Linked DNA regions of Mus musculus: region 1 is linked to region 2. A link is a contact called in public Micro-C data. All regions are on one chromosome and are shown on one strand. Each heading gives the region's core, a stretch centred on a gene start, on an enhancer-like site or on the middle of the called end of the contact. The rest is flanking DNA. Distances are from core to core; before and after follow the strand shown.

Region 1 (6,492 bases), core at 36-2,535, about 23 Mb after region 2:
CACCCACCACTTATCACAGTGTGAGCCCAGCACGCCTCTTCTTCCACTCACTGTTTGAAAACTCTGGCTACTCTCTAAGGGTGGTGGAAAGCCAGATGTCTGGTCCCTCTTGAGAGCTACTTAGATGATTTTTTTTTTAATGTAGCCTGGAACTTACTGTGTAGCAGAGAGTGGCTTTGAACTCCTGATCCTCCTGCCTTCCACCTCCCAAAGCCGGAATTGCCAGAGTGTGCTACAATAGCTGGTTTTTGTGGTACTGGGGAATCAAACTCAGAGCTTTGTACATGGTAAGCAAGCACTCTACCATAGGGGCTCCATCTCCAGCCGTTGGAGCTACGTAAAAGCACAGGGCGCAGGCGACATCACACACTTGTGGGATTCCCCAAATCTGCACCTTATTTAACTCCATGGGGGAGTTAAATCTTGCCAGGCAGTCTGCTTCAGACTTTCTCCAGAGCTGGATATTGACATCATAAACTGGACCAGTGACCAGGACAGGGGACCATTCTCCACCCATCCTATAACTTGAGAGAAGCCAACAGCGGGCTGACAGCACAGAGCAGCCAGCTCCCATGACTCCAGTAAATTTCCTTCTGTCCTTTTCTGTCTCTTTCCCTGTCTTTTAAATGTTGCCTCCGCACTTCAAAACGCTGGTTTAGTTAAAGCGAGGCACTGCGTGGGCTTAAGGGAGCTGGCACAGAACTCGTGGACCGGACTTTACCAGAGACGCCCATGAGACAGATTCAGGATCTGGACCACTAGCATGAACATGAAAAAGTTCTCCAGGAGGCAGGCATGCTGCCGGCTCTCCAGCCTCCCCCAGACCTGCCACAGGTGGAGGTGGGAGGGGCCTCCGAATGGCTGCCACTGATACCACAGGTCCCTTGTCCCCTATACACACCACCATGAAACAATGAATGAAGAGACCCTTGGCTGTGCACTCAGGAGCTTCGCATCACTGTCTCCAGCTCATCCTAGGGTGGAGCAGAGGGGTCCCAAACACCCTCCTCCCCCTGCCACCTGTCACAGCCCCTGCTGCTCTTCCAGGACTTGCACCTTAGGGCACCCCTTTGCAAGCTCCAGGCCGCTGCACACTCTCGAGACTGCCCGGCACCCCGGGCCTGAAGGAGAGAAAAGGCGACTCACTAGGGTGCCCTCTCCAGCCCCCTCTCCACTTCCATCAGCCCCCGATGCCACTCGCTCGCCCGGCTCCACTCTCGCGGTCACTTCCTGCTTCACTCCAGCACACGTGGCCCTCCACCGCCGGGCCCCGCCCCTTCGCAACCGGCGAATCCTGCCTGGAGAATAAAGTCTCAGGTTCACAGGCTTCCGTGCTCGCAGGAACAGAGGCGGGCGGGCAAAAGCAGCACTCTCCCCTTCCCCCAAGTCCACAAATGCAAAGGCGAAGGCCTAGGGCAGTGCACACACCCCAGGAAATCTTGGGGAGGCTACAGACACCCAAAGAAGGGGCACTTTGGATCAGTTCTGACGTACTTAATGTTGTCTACATCTTTTGTCATATGTCCTAAACATGACAACATAGGTCCTAACTGAGCTACGGAGCCAGTGTCAAGATGGGCAACATTCTGAAGGTCAATGGCTTTATTCTCAAGGTCAATACCTTCCATTAGAAGGATGCCCAGGCTCTGCATTCTACTTGAGCTTGCAATCTTTCACTTGCTGACTACAGCCTGTCAATGTCAATATTGAGGACCCACTGAGGGCCACATATGCGAAGCATCACCCCAGGTCATAGGCTTTCCGCTCCAGGGCTTCTATGAAAACACCTTGACTAGATTTAGCTGCAATAAAATGAAGGCCAGATATCTGGTTCAATTTGAATGTCAGGAAAACAACAAATAGTTTCTTATTATAAGTATGCCCTGTGCCCTGTAAGGGATGCACACATGCAAATGTCATGACTGTTTTTTGAAATGTAAAGTTAAATGAGTGGTCAGTGTTGCATTTGGCAGCCCAAGCATAAAGTACTCAGGACAGGAGAACAGCCTGCAGTTGGAGTATACAAAGAAGACAGTAAGAGCAGGCATCTATTACCCTCTTAGAGAGCGGTGTGCCTTCCTAGTGAGGACCACTCTGTATTCGCAGCGATGAAGGAAGAACTCTCTTAGGGTGGTTGTCCAGCTCTCAGCGAATGCCCAATCAGCTCCCACCAGGTTTTATTAACTTATATACACGCTAGGCTTAAGCATTTCACATACATTGACATCCTTCAATCTCAGGTCCTGGACCCAGGTAACCCTTTGAGCAACTTAAAAAGAGGCTGCAGACTGCAAGTCTGGCCACATAGGCAGCTAGGAGATTTACACAGCAAAGACATTGCACGCTGCCAGAACGATTTTGAGTGCAGCCGGTGCTGTTCTCTTTCTGAATAGTTGTTACCCAGGGTCATCTTGTCCACCTGGTGGAATGATGGTTTTCTAGACAGCAGCACAAAGGATTTCATGGCAGACCTGGATTTAACAATGGTTGTGACCCTGCACTCCCATCCACCCCAGCCCCAACTGCCCTTTAGGGGTATGTCTTCCATATGGGAAAAACCTAATGGCTGGTTGTTAAGTCAGGGTCGTCTCCCTTGTCGTGGGAATCAAAGTCTAACGATTGAGCGATCCTGGAGAGTAAATACTCACATCCTAGCATTCCTAAGCTTCGCTTTTCTCTAACAGGTCTTTGTGCACACTGCTTATTATCTTTGGGGTATTTTGAAAGTTGTGCTCCTTAGTTAAATTCCACTTGTATGATCTGATGTGGATTTGTGTGACTTTTCTCCTAAGCAAATCTATTAGGAAGTCCTTTCTAATCCCAGTTCTATCTAACTCTTAACTCCGAGTTCCGAGTTCCACCTACATCAGTCCAGCAAGAATCAGCTACTCATGCCAACTGTCACCCCACAGGCACTGTGCCGTGTCAGGAGGTGACCTGGAGGGATGGTCTTATGCCCCTCAAGAGACCCGCCACCTCCCAGGCCAGGCAAGGTGCCACATGCCTGTGACCTACTACTTGGGGAACTGAAAAATAGGGGTATGGCTAAGAACCAACCTGAGCTATACAACAAGACCCTGTCTCAAAAACAAACACCAGCTTATTACTAAACAGCACAAAACAAGGCCCAGGGGGCGAGGTCTTCAGTTCCAACACACAAAAAAAAAGGGTCGCAGCACTCCCCCACTGTGCCAGCCATTACACAGTACGGTGCCTTGAATGCAGCGCCTTGGATGTGCCACAGAATTCTATGGAAAGCCAAAGTGGATGGAGTTGAGATTAAACAAAACTGAGCGCACTCACGGGTTCACACCCGTTGAAGCTGGAGAGCAGCCGCACAGGGAGTCCCTGAATTTTCCTACTTTCCTATGCATTTAAAATTTTCAGAATGGAGAGTTAACCAAGACTTTTGGTTGGTTGGTTGGTTGGTTGGGTTTTCTCTTTGTTTTTGTTTCTGTTTTGTTTTTAAATCAACCTGCCCAGGGTGTCTCCTGCCTGGTCCCTTCTTTTCCACTTTGAGCATGCGGCCTCCTGACCTTCCTCTAAGGTCACAGACAGACTTCTTGGGATCCACCTTGCCCACCCATTTCCTGGTTAAGCTGTGTGAAGCATGAGGAGCCTCCCCTCCCACCTCCCTGCTCCTCGGTCTCCCTTTAACCCTTTCTACTTGTGATGGTTTGTATATCCTTGGACCATGGAGTGGCACCATCTGAAGGTGTGGCCTTGTTGGAATAGGTGTGACCTGGTTGGAATGGGTGTGTCACTGTGGGTGTGGGTATAAGATCCTCACCCTAGGTCAGTCTTCCACTAGCAGCCTTTGGATGAAGACATAGAACTCTCAGCTCCTCCTGCGCCATGCCTGCCTGGATACTGCCATGCTCCCACCTTGATGATAATGGACTGAACCTCTGAATCTGTAAGCCAGCCCCAATTAAATGTTGTTTTTTATAAGACTTGCCTTGGTCATGGTGTCTGTTCACAGCAGTAAAACCCTAACTAAGACACTACTCAAGGCCACCACCCTGTCTCCTCATTCCCCTATTTAAGTCCCTGCTTCCCTCAAAGTGAGTTAAATGTAATCTCCTGTTCTAATCCTGTTTAGAGAACAGGTGTCCACCCCCCTAGGAATGGCAGGGACGTTGTATGGTTTCTACAAATTTGTCCTGGTCTCCTTTCTGTTGGGGTGGAAAAAAAAAAAAAAACTTGAGGAGGTAGGATTACAGGTTTCAGTCCATAATCGAGGGAAATCAAGGCAGGAACTGAAGCAGAGACCACAGAGAAATGTTACACATTGGCCTGCTTCCCCTGGCTTGCTCTGCTAACTTCCTTAACACAGCCCACAATCACCTGCCCAAGGATGGTACCCCAGGGGGAATGGACCCACACAATAATCAGCAATCAAGAAAATGCCCCGTAGCTATACCTGTAGGCCAATCTGATAGAGGCAATTCTTCAGTTGAGATTCCTTCCTCCCAGATATATCAAATGGAGAAACATTAACTGTGCCAGGACTTGTGTCTCTTCAGCCCACATGGGAGAAGCTAACTTCACTGATGACATCAGCACTCAGTCCCAGGATTTCAGCCTTGTGTTTAAAATACTCGGTCCCCAGCTGTTAGTGCTGTAGGGGGAAGGTTGTGTTGTGAAACCTTTAGGAGGTGGACCCTTGCTGGAGGAAGTAAGTCACTAGGCATGGACTTTGAGCTTTAATGCCTCTACCTTTCTTTGGTGGTTTGAATAGGCATGGCCCCAACAGATTCAGGTGTTTGAAAGCTTGGTCATAGGGAGTGGCACTATCAGGAGGTGTGGCCCCTTTTGGAGAAAGTAAGTCACTGTGGGAGCAGAGGCTTTGATGCTCAAGCTATGCCCAGTCTGCATGCAGTCTCCTTCTGCTGCCTGTGGATCAAGGTGTAGAACTCTTGGCTCCTCTAGAGCTATGTCTGCCTGCCTGAATGCTGCCATGCTTTCCTCCATGATGATAATGGACCGAACCTCTAACACTGTGAGCCAGCCCCAATTAAATGTTTTTGTAGAGAACATGTAAATGAGAAGTAAGATCAGGATCCAGTAGGATGCTATAGCAATGAGCAATCAGTTCATGTCAGCTGTGTGTAGTAGATGAGAGTGATGTAATAGCCCATGATGTAATAACCCATGATGCAATAACCCATGATGTAATGACCCATGATGTAATAACTCATGATGTAATGACCCATGATGTAATAACTCATGATGCAATAACCCATGATGCAATGCTAGAGTGTGATTGGCTAGAGCATGACTATGCCCTTGTAGCAGGCAGGCAGATAGAGTGCTTTGATGCTGAGACAGTAAAGACCGTAGTGCCAGCTTGCTTTCTGACCAGAAGACAATTGACTTGTGCCACCCTCACGGCATCAAGATCTCTGAGCTGTGCTACTGAAGTTAGAAGGGTTTATCATCTTTATCATTTGCTAGGTGGACTTTTAAAAAGTCTCATTTATATAATATATAATAGAGGGTGTGAAAACTGCTGTGCACATTACATATGTAATCATATCCACAACCTCTAGGAATTGCTCACTACCCTACCCTTCAATGGAGTCTCTCCATCCCCCCCACAACGCTCTTCCCCTGCCCCGCTCACCAGACAGGGAGCATCCTTCCATTCTGTCCTCCCAACAACCCAGTTTCTGTACCTCTGGGATCAGTCTAATCATGTCCATGACTCCTGCAGCCCCCACACCACCCCCAGGACTTCTCACTGCCCTTGAGGAAATCGAACTCCCCTCTTCAGCTCCTGGAATCTGGCCCCAAGTCCTAGCCAGACAGACCAACAACCTCTGACCCCACAGACCTTTCTCCTTCTCACAGTGTCTGCACCTGCTGCTGACTCTGCCTGAAGCACCTAGCACACAGGGTCACCTAGCTGGACCCTCCTGTCATTCAGACCTTGCCTCAAATGTTACCCTTCAAAAGGGCATTCCATGAATATCTGACCTAACACAGACCTTTCTTGTCTTCCTTGTTCTCCCTAAGGGCAAACTCCTGAGAACAGCACCACGTCTGCCTTGTGTACCTCTGTCTCCCTGGGACTCAGTGCAGAGCAGATGGCCCCTATTTACTGAATGAATAAATCAACCAGGGATAAGAGCATTATCTGTTGGCTGCACTTTATAAAGACTTTCTTAAGAGTTATTAGGAAAATGATGTGTGTCTGCTGGATCAAATTGTTCCAGGAATCCCATTGCACCTACCACAGTATCACGCAGAGGTTATCAGCAAAAATAATTTTGCTCTTATCGCTGCTCAGTGAGGCATTTAGTGATGGAGTTGGGGAGCGCGCCTAGCATCTGCAGGCTAGAAGCCAGGAGTGTTAACTCTCCTACAGTATCCCAACTCAGGGATAAGGAGCTATCTGACTCAAAATGTCAGCAGTACAAAAGCCAACCCTGTGACTCTCTGGTGTCATCCTATAAATCTCAGAGAACAAATCACTCAGTAACATTTTAC
Region 2 (5,806 bases), core at 3,289-5,788:
AAAATAGATTTGAAAGCCCAGAGATCTATGAAAGGGCGAATTTGAACTCCAGGTTAACCTATTAAGGTAGGGGTTCTCTTCCTTCCTCCTCTCAGTTCCTTCCCAGTTCTGTGTGTGACAGAAATTTCTGCATGAGGGCACAGAGTTCAGCAGAAACTGCGAATACAAGTCTCTCATTGTCCCGTTTGCTGCCTTTCCCTGCAGCTAAGCGCCTTCCGATCTGTGACCTTCCTGTCAATTTATCCGTATGAATCTTTGTTCCCGCTACCTGTCCATACAATGATCTGTCTTCCTGCTTGTTTTGTGCTACGGCGTATGAATGGTATGGATCCAGGGCTGCCTTAGTCAGGCCTTACCCCTGCCCACTTGGCAATGGGTTTTTAAAGCATAGTTTTTCCCGGCAATGTTTCTGTGTCGTCTCTTTCAACATTCTTCGTCATTTATTTGTGTATATGTGTGAGCCCATTTAAATGTGGGAGGTGGGGTGTGTGTACATGTGGGTGCATGTGTGTCCGAGTGGCCTGGGCTGGCTGTCCACCAACCCCAGAGATCCTCTTGTATCCACCTTCTTAGCACCAGGGTTACAAATGTGCCACCATGGCTGGCTTTTTACGTGGGCACAAGCCTTGATATGGGATGACACTGAAAACCATATATATAAAGGAAGATTGGCTCACGGAACACAGGGTGCTAAGAAAAAGGAGGCGTAGCCTCAGGCAATAGGAAGACTTGCATTTACTTACAGTCTTGGTCTGAGTCAATGACTGAAGAAGATGAAAAAGGAAGAAAGAAAAAAAGAAAGGAAGGAAGAGAGAAAGAGAAAGAGAGAGAGAGAGAGAAAAAGAAAGAGAAAGAAAGAAAGACAGACAGACAGACAGACAGACAGAAAGAAAGAAGAAAAAGAAGAGCCCTGCATGTCTACTCGCAGTGACCCCTTTAGGCCAGAGAAGAGTGAATATGAGTTAACTTTCTGGGGTCTACCCAAATTATCCAGCGAGATTCTATTACCCTTGTGTTTGGGGACCAGGAGAAGGCGGTAGGAGATAGGATAGATGTTTGTTTTACATTAACCCATTAGCCCGTTCATTAACTCCAGGCTGGAGTATCACAAACTATAGCCTTCGAATCAACCACTCAGAATTCCCCTGGGATTTGGTTAAAATGAAGTCTGGGTTCAAACCCCAGACCCGGAAAACATCAGCTTCTTAAGGGCAGGTCCATAGAGTATTCTAACTGGCTCTGCAGGTGAGAGCTACGCATGCTCTGAAGGAGGAAGGCTCCTCAGAACAGGAAGAGAGGGCTCCTCTCTAGAAATGTGTGTTAAGATCTCCAACTCTTGCCAACCTCGCTCGCCCCACTTCCGTCTTGTCCCCCACATCTAACACGGGTGAACCTTCCAGAATTTACCTGGTCTGATGGGGCTCTGCATACAGTTCGGAGACGGGATGCCCGGGTGGAGGGGCGCTGTGGCCCGGCTGCTGAGATCCATGACCGAGGGCGCCGTGGAGGAAGCTGGTTGCAAGCCAGGGGGGTGAGGGCTGTGGTCGTGCTGCGACGGACTCGGGGGGATGCCATTCTCTGACAGGAATTCCTCCAAGTCCATGTATTCCAGCTGGAAAGTATCTCCGTCATAGGGAAGGGTTTTGTCCCATAAGGTGGGTCCCAAGAAGGCGGACTGGGGGACGGTCGGGCTGCTGCTCTCATCGTCCAGCTTCTTTCCTTTGTCTTTTTCTTTACTAAATGCTGAAGAAGAAAAAGGGAAAGGTGAGCTTTGTTTTTTTTAAAACAGAAAAGAAAAGGGGTCAGTCTGTCACCAGCCTTCCTGCCATCGGTTACAAAATGACTTCTGGGGGCACCGAGGCCTCTGGCTGCTGCCTCTGGTAGATCTAGAGTTTCGACATCTTCCTATTTACTTTGGAAAGAAAGAGCTTTCTGGTCTGTAGGACAGGACGGGGCTACCGACTGATCTGGAATGAAAACAAGAGAATAATCCTTCCTCGGTGTGTTATTTGAAGGGCTAAGTCACCGAAATCTATACTGAGAAAATAACACCGGAGAATATATACAACTGATGGGATTTTTAAAGGGGACCACCGATAACTTGGTATGATTCTACCTTTTAGAAAGTGATGACCGCAAGAATCTGAGGTCATTCTGACTTACAAACCAGGGTATGCAAGCTTAGTCTTAGTAAGCAGTCCCCGCCCCCACCTTCCCTTAATACTACGCGTCGTTTCTGCGTTATTCCTTTCCATGTATTATCTCAATAAACGTGCAAGCCTACAATTATCCCCCATTTACAAGGAAGATAAGGGTGCTCTCTCACCATAGAAGGAGACTGTGGGGGGAGGGGTGGGCAGGCCGGGGTGACGGGGTAGAAATGAAGTACTTTCGAACTCATCCATTTGCTTAGAACCCTCAAGAGGACTAAGTCTGTTTTAGAAGGTGGATTCTTTTTCCTTTTCCCCCCAAACATTTAAATATTACCTAATTTACAAAAAGAAAGCAAACATTTATGTACCCCATCACAAGGCAGTACTATGCAAAGGTGCTGTGTTCTACTCTCTGAGGGTAAGAATGCAGCTATTTCCTGCCTGGAAATACAGCACCCCCGGATTGGTCTTTACCGAGCTGTCTGCATTTTGCCAATATTCAGGTGTGGGTGGAATCAGGGATTAGAGAATTTGATTCTGAGTTTTGTTTTGTTTTGTTTCTCATTAGAGAAATGTAGTCCCACCGCCACCCATTCGAATCTTCAAATCCTCCGCAGTCTCATTAGAGTTAGGCTTAAAAACATCGACCACAAAAGCCTAACGCATCCGCAGATTTCTCCCAAATGCTACTCCTTAAGAAGCAGTGCGGGAGGGTATTGGGGGTGGGGGGCGGTCTGCACGCGCAATCAAGCACCAGCAACTCTTGCAATGCAACAGGCGTTCTCTCCCAGGGAAATTGATGCAAACACCCCGAAGCTATTTCCAGCCAAATAATCTTTTCAAGAATTTATGCAGGAGCAGCATAATTCGCTTCTGTCACTGTGATAACACCAAAGGCAAGAAACTGCACCGGCCCAAAACACAAATCCGTTCTGGCATCAATTGCGTTCCCAGCTAGGTCTCACATGCATCTACCCCCAGCCCCCCCCCCACTCCCCACCATATCCCCCTACCCGTCTCCTTAGCTCCAAGCCACGGTTGCCTAGGGAAGGTTTGAGACTTACCAAGAAAGGGCTCAAGCCAGAGGAGGCTCCTGCACGCGGTTACACGTGAGCCTGCTCAGCTCTCCCCTCCCACCGGGAAGAGAGCACCGGGAAAGTGTCAGCGCTGGAGGCGTGCACCGCTTCCCGCCGACAGACCACTCCCCCCACCCCCACCCCGCTTTGTGAATTGCGGGTCTGCGGGAGAAAGCGCCTCTCCGCTCATGCCGCGTGAGTTCACAACACAAAACACTAACACGATCCGAATATTCAGGCTGCCGCCGAGTGAGAACCCCCATTTACTTTGACCCCCCCCTCTCTGCCAGGCTCCAACCAGCCACCTCCCGCCCTTTCTCCTCTCCAGTCCCAGAGACACTAGTCTCCCAGGGAAGCGCACACCCTGTCACTCAAAGCAGCGATCCTGACCTGTCAAGTTCACCTGTCACCTGCGCTGCAGGAGGACAGACCTAGAAAGGCAGGCGAGCCAGGTTCCCAGCGCTATTTCAAATGTTGCCCCGGAGGGATCCCCTTTGCATTGAGGAGAAAGAGGGAGTAAGCCCCCCAATTTCACTAAAGCAAGGCGAGGGGAAGAAAGATGCTGGTGCCCTCCCAGCCGACTAGGGGGGTCCCTGGGAGTGTAGTCCCTTCCCTGAGCCCAGCTGCCGAGGCAACGCTCACCGTCTTCAGGATGAAGGGGGAGCTTCAGCGGGTTCTCCAGCAGGGACCTGAGCACGCCGTAGGGAGGCGGGATAAAGGTGGGGTTCAAGGGGAGCTGTCGGGACATTTTCTCCATCGTGATGCACTCAATTGTCTTTTTAAAAAGAAGGCCAATCGCCGCCCCGAAATGTTGATGAGCTTTGTTTCCTCCGTCCTTTGCCAACCAAAAGTACTCGCTTTCAAAACAGTGCAGACAAGGAAGAAAAAAAAAAATCACTTCTGTCTTTGTAAATACATCAGCATACAAATATCAAAAAAAAACAAAAACAAAAACAAAAAAACTTTCGTGTTCTCAGTGCCGACAGTCCAGGGAAGGCGCATCTAGCGCCGCGGACTCCTCCGACCCAGTGCAGGATGCTTTCTCACCTGCCTCCAACACTCAGTCTTGCAAAATGTTCAAAATTGCAAGGAGGTGGGGGGAAAAAGGAAAGAGAGAAATTTTGAAAACGTAGACGGCTGCAGATGAGCAGAAGGCAAAGCGCGGGCCCCGGCCCCTCGCGCGAGCACCGGAGGCTGTGCCGTCCCGCCCCACCCCCCTCCCCGCCGCGGCCGCTGCTCCCCGCGCTCCGCGGCCCCGCAGCGCCGGGCTCAGCGCATCAGGCAGTCCATGTGCCGCTGCCCTGACAAGAGTGACGTCAGGGCCCGCACCGCGCGCCGATAGGCGTGCAGGGGCGGGGCCCAAATCGGGCCCGCCCATCCACCCCGCCCCCCCAGGGCTGCGTGTGTAGCATCGCCGCACGCGCTGTTTTTCCGGCCCTTGCGGCGTTGGTGGGCTGCGAAAAGCACAGGTGCCAGATTTCCTGCTTCACTCTCTGCCTTGCGCTGGGAATAACGCGCGCTAACTCTCACCCTGACTCCTTTTGCACGCGAGCCCTTCCCCCTCCGTTCCCCCCCCCCGCCCCCCAGAGCAGAACAATGAGAAATTCGTGTCAGTGGTTTGCAATGTGGAAATAAATTGGTGATTTTAAAAGAAGATGATTTTTAAAAGATGGCCAAGTGGCATTCCGGACTTAAATTAGAACCCCCAACCCCCGGGGCGATGTCCTGGCTAGCAATGTTTTTTAAAGCTCCCCAGGACAAGTTTAGGAGATTTGGATAGACTTGAAGCGAATGACTTCTGGATATTTCTCCTCCTCGCTCCTGGTGAGCTTAGTACTTTCCTTCTAGCCCCACTGCATATCCGACCTAAGATATCAACTTTCCTGAATTCCAAACAATGTGCAAAAACGTAGAATGGAGACAGGAGCTGCAGACTGAAGTGAACTGTCTCCCACGCTGTCCGAGGGAATTAACAAGACAGACATTTGCTTGCAATGGAAGGAAAGCAGGAGAGACTTAAACACAAGGAATGAAAGTTAGGAGTATTTAAAAGGCCCAGCATGGCTGTAATTAGGCTAACTTAGAAGGTCTGAATACTAATTAAAATAAATTTGTAAACTCTTTGTTAAAAGATTAGGGGAATCTTGTTTGTGGCTGCAGCACATCCCTCTGGCCTTTTGAAGGCTGTGAAAAGGCCAGTTTTTTGACCTTGCTGCTGAGGGTGTGGGGGAGAACACCTTGGCGGAGTGGATGGATTGGAATGTAGGCATTCTGCCTCCCCAGCCAGGAGAACTGAGACACACGAACCGCATCTCCACGCTTCTCTTTCCACTTTCCACCCCCACCCACCCACCAATTACACATTTCTATCCAGCACTAAGTCCCCCTGACCCGTGGAGGAGCATGTGGGATGGTTTTTGCAGTACTGATGGTTGAATGTATGGCCTTACCCATGTCTAGCTAGTTCTATATCACAGTGAGCTGTCTCCTCAGACCTGTGGGGAAGGGTCTGCAAGAAGCTTTTCAATGAGGCAGAAAGGCTTTTGTGAACATAGACTGGGTTCCTGGGGTGCAAAT

The links. A called contact is a pair of places that touch in the nucleus more often than the background predicts.
Region 1: a contact with region 2 is called in a Micro-C map of embryonic stem cells, with 16 times the contacts expected there. The contact joins the promoter of Slc39a11 here to the promoter of Hlf in region 2. A contact is called at or near these places in 3 of 39 promoter capture datasets (the HPC-7 cell line, cranial neural crest and pre-B cells) and 8 of 484 Hi-C or Micro-C datasets (B cells, CD4 T cells, CD8 T cells and 2 more).

What each region holds. Positions count from the first base shown.
Region 1 is chr11:113,564,530-113,571,021 of GRCm38.p6, forward strand. It overlaps Slc39a11 (solute carrier family 39 (metal ion transporter), member 11), which reads right to left and starts at 1,286. Exons shown (of 10, transcript NM_027216.5): 1 at 1,147-1,286.
Region 2 is chr11:90,386,379-90,392,184 of GRCm38.p6, forward strand. Hlf (hepatic leukemia factor) reads right to left here and starts at 4,539. Exons shown (of 4, transcript NM_172563.3): 1 at 3,872-4,539; 2 at 1,408-1,743. The coding sequence starts at 3,986.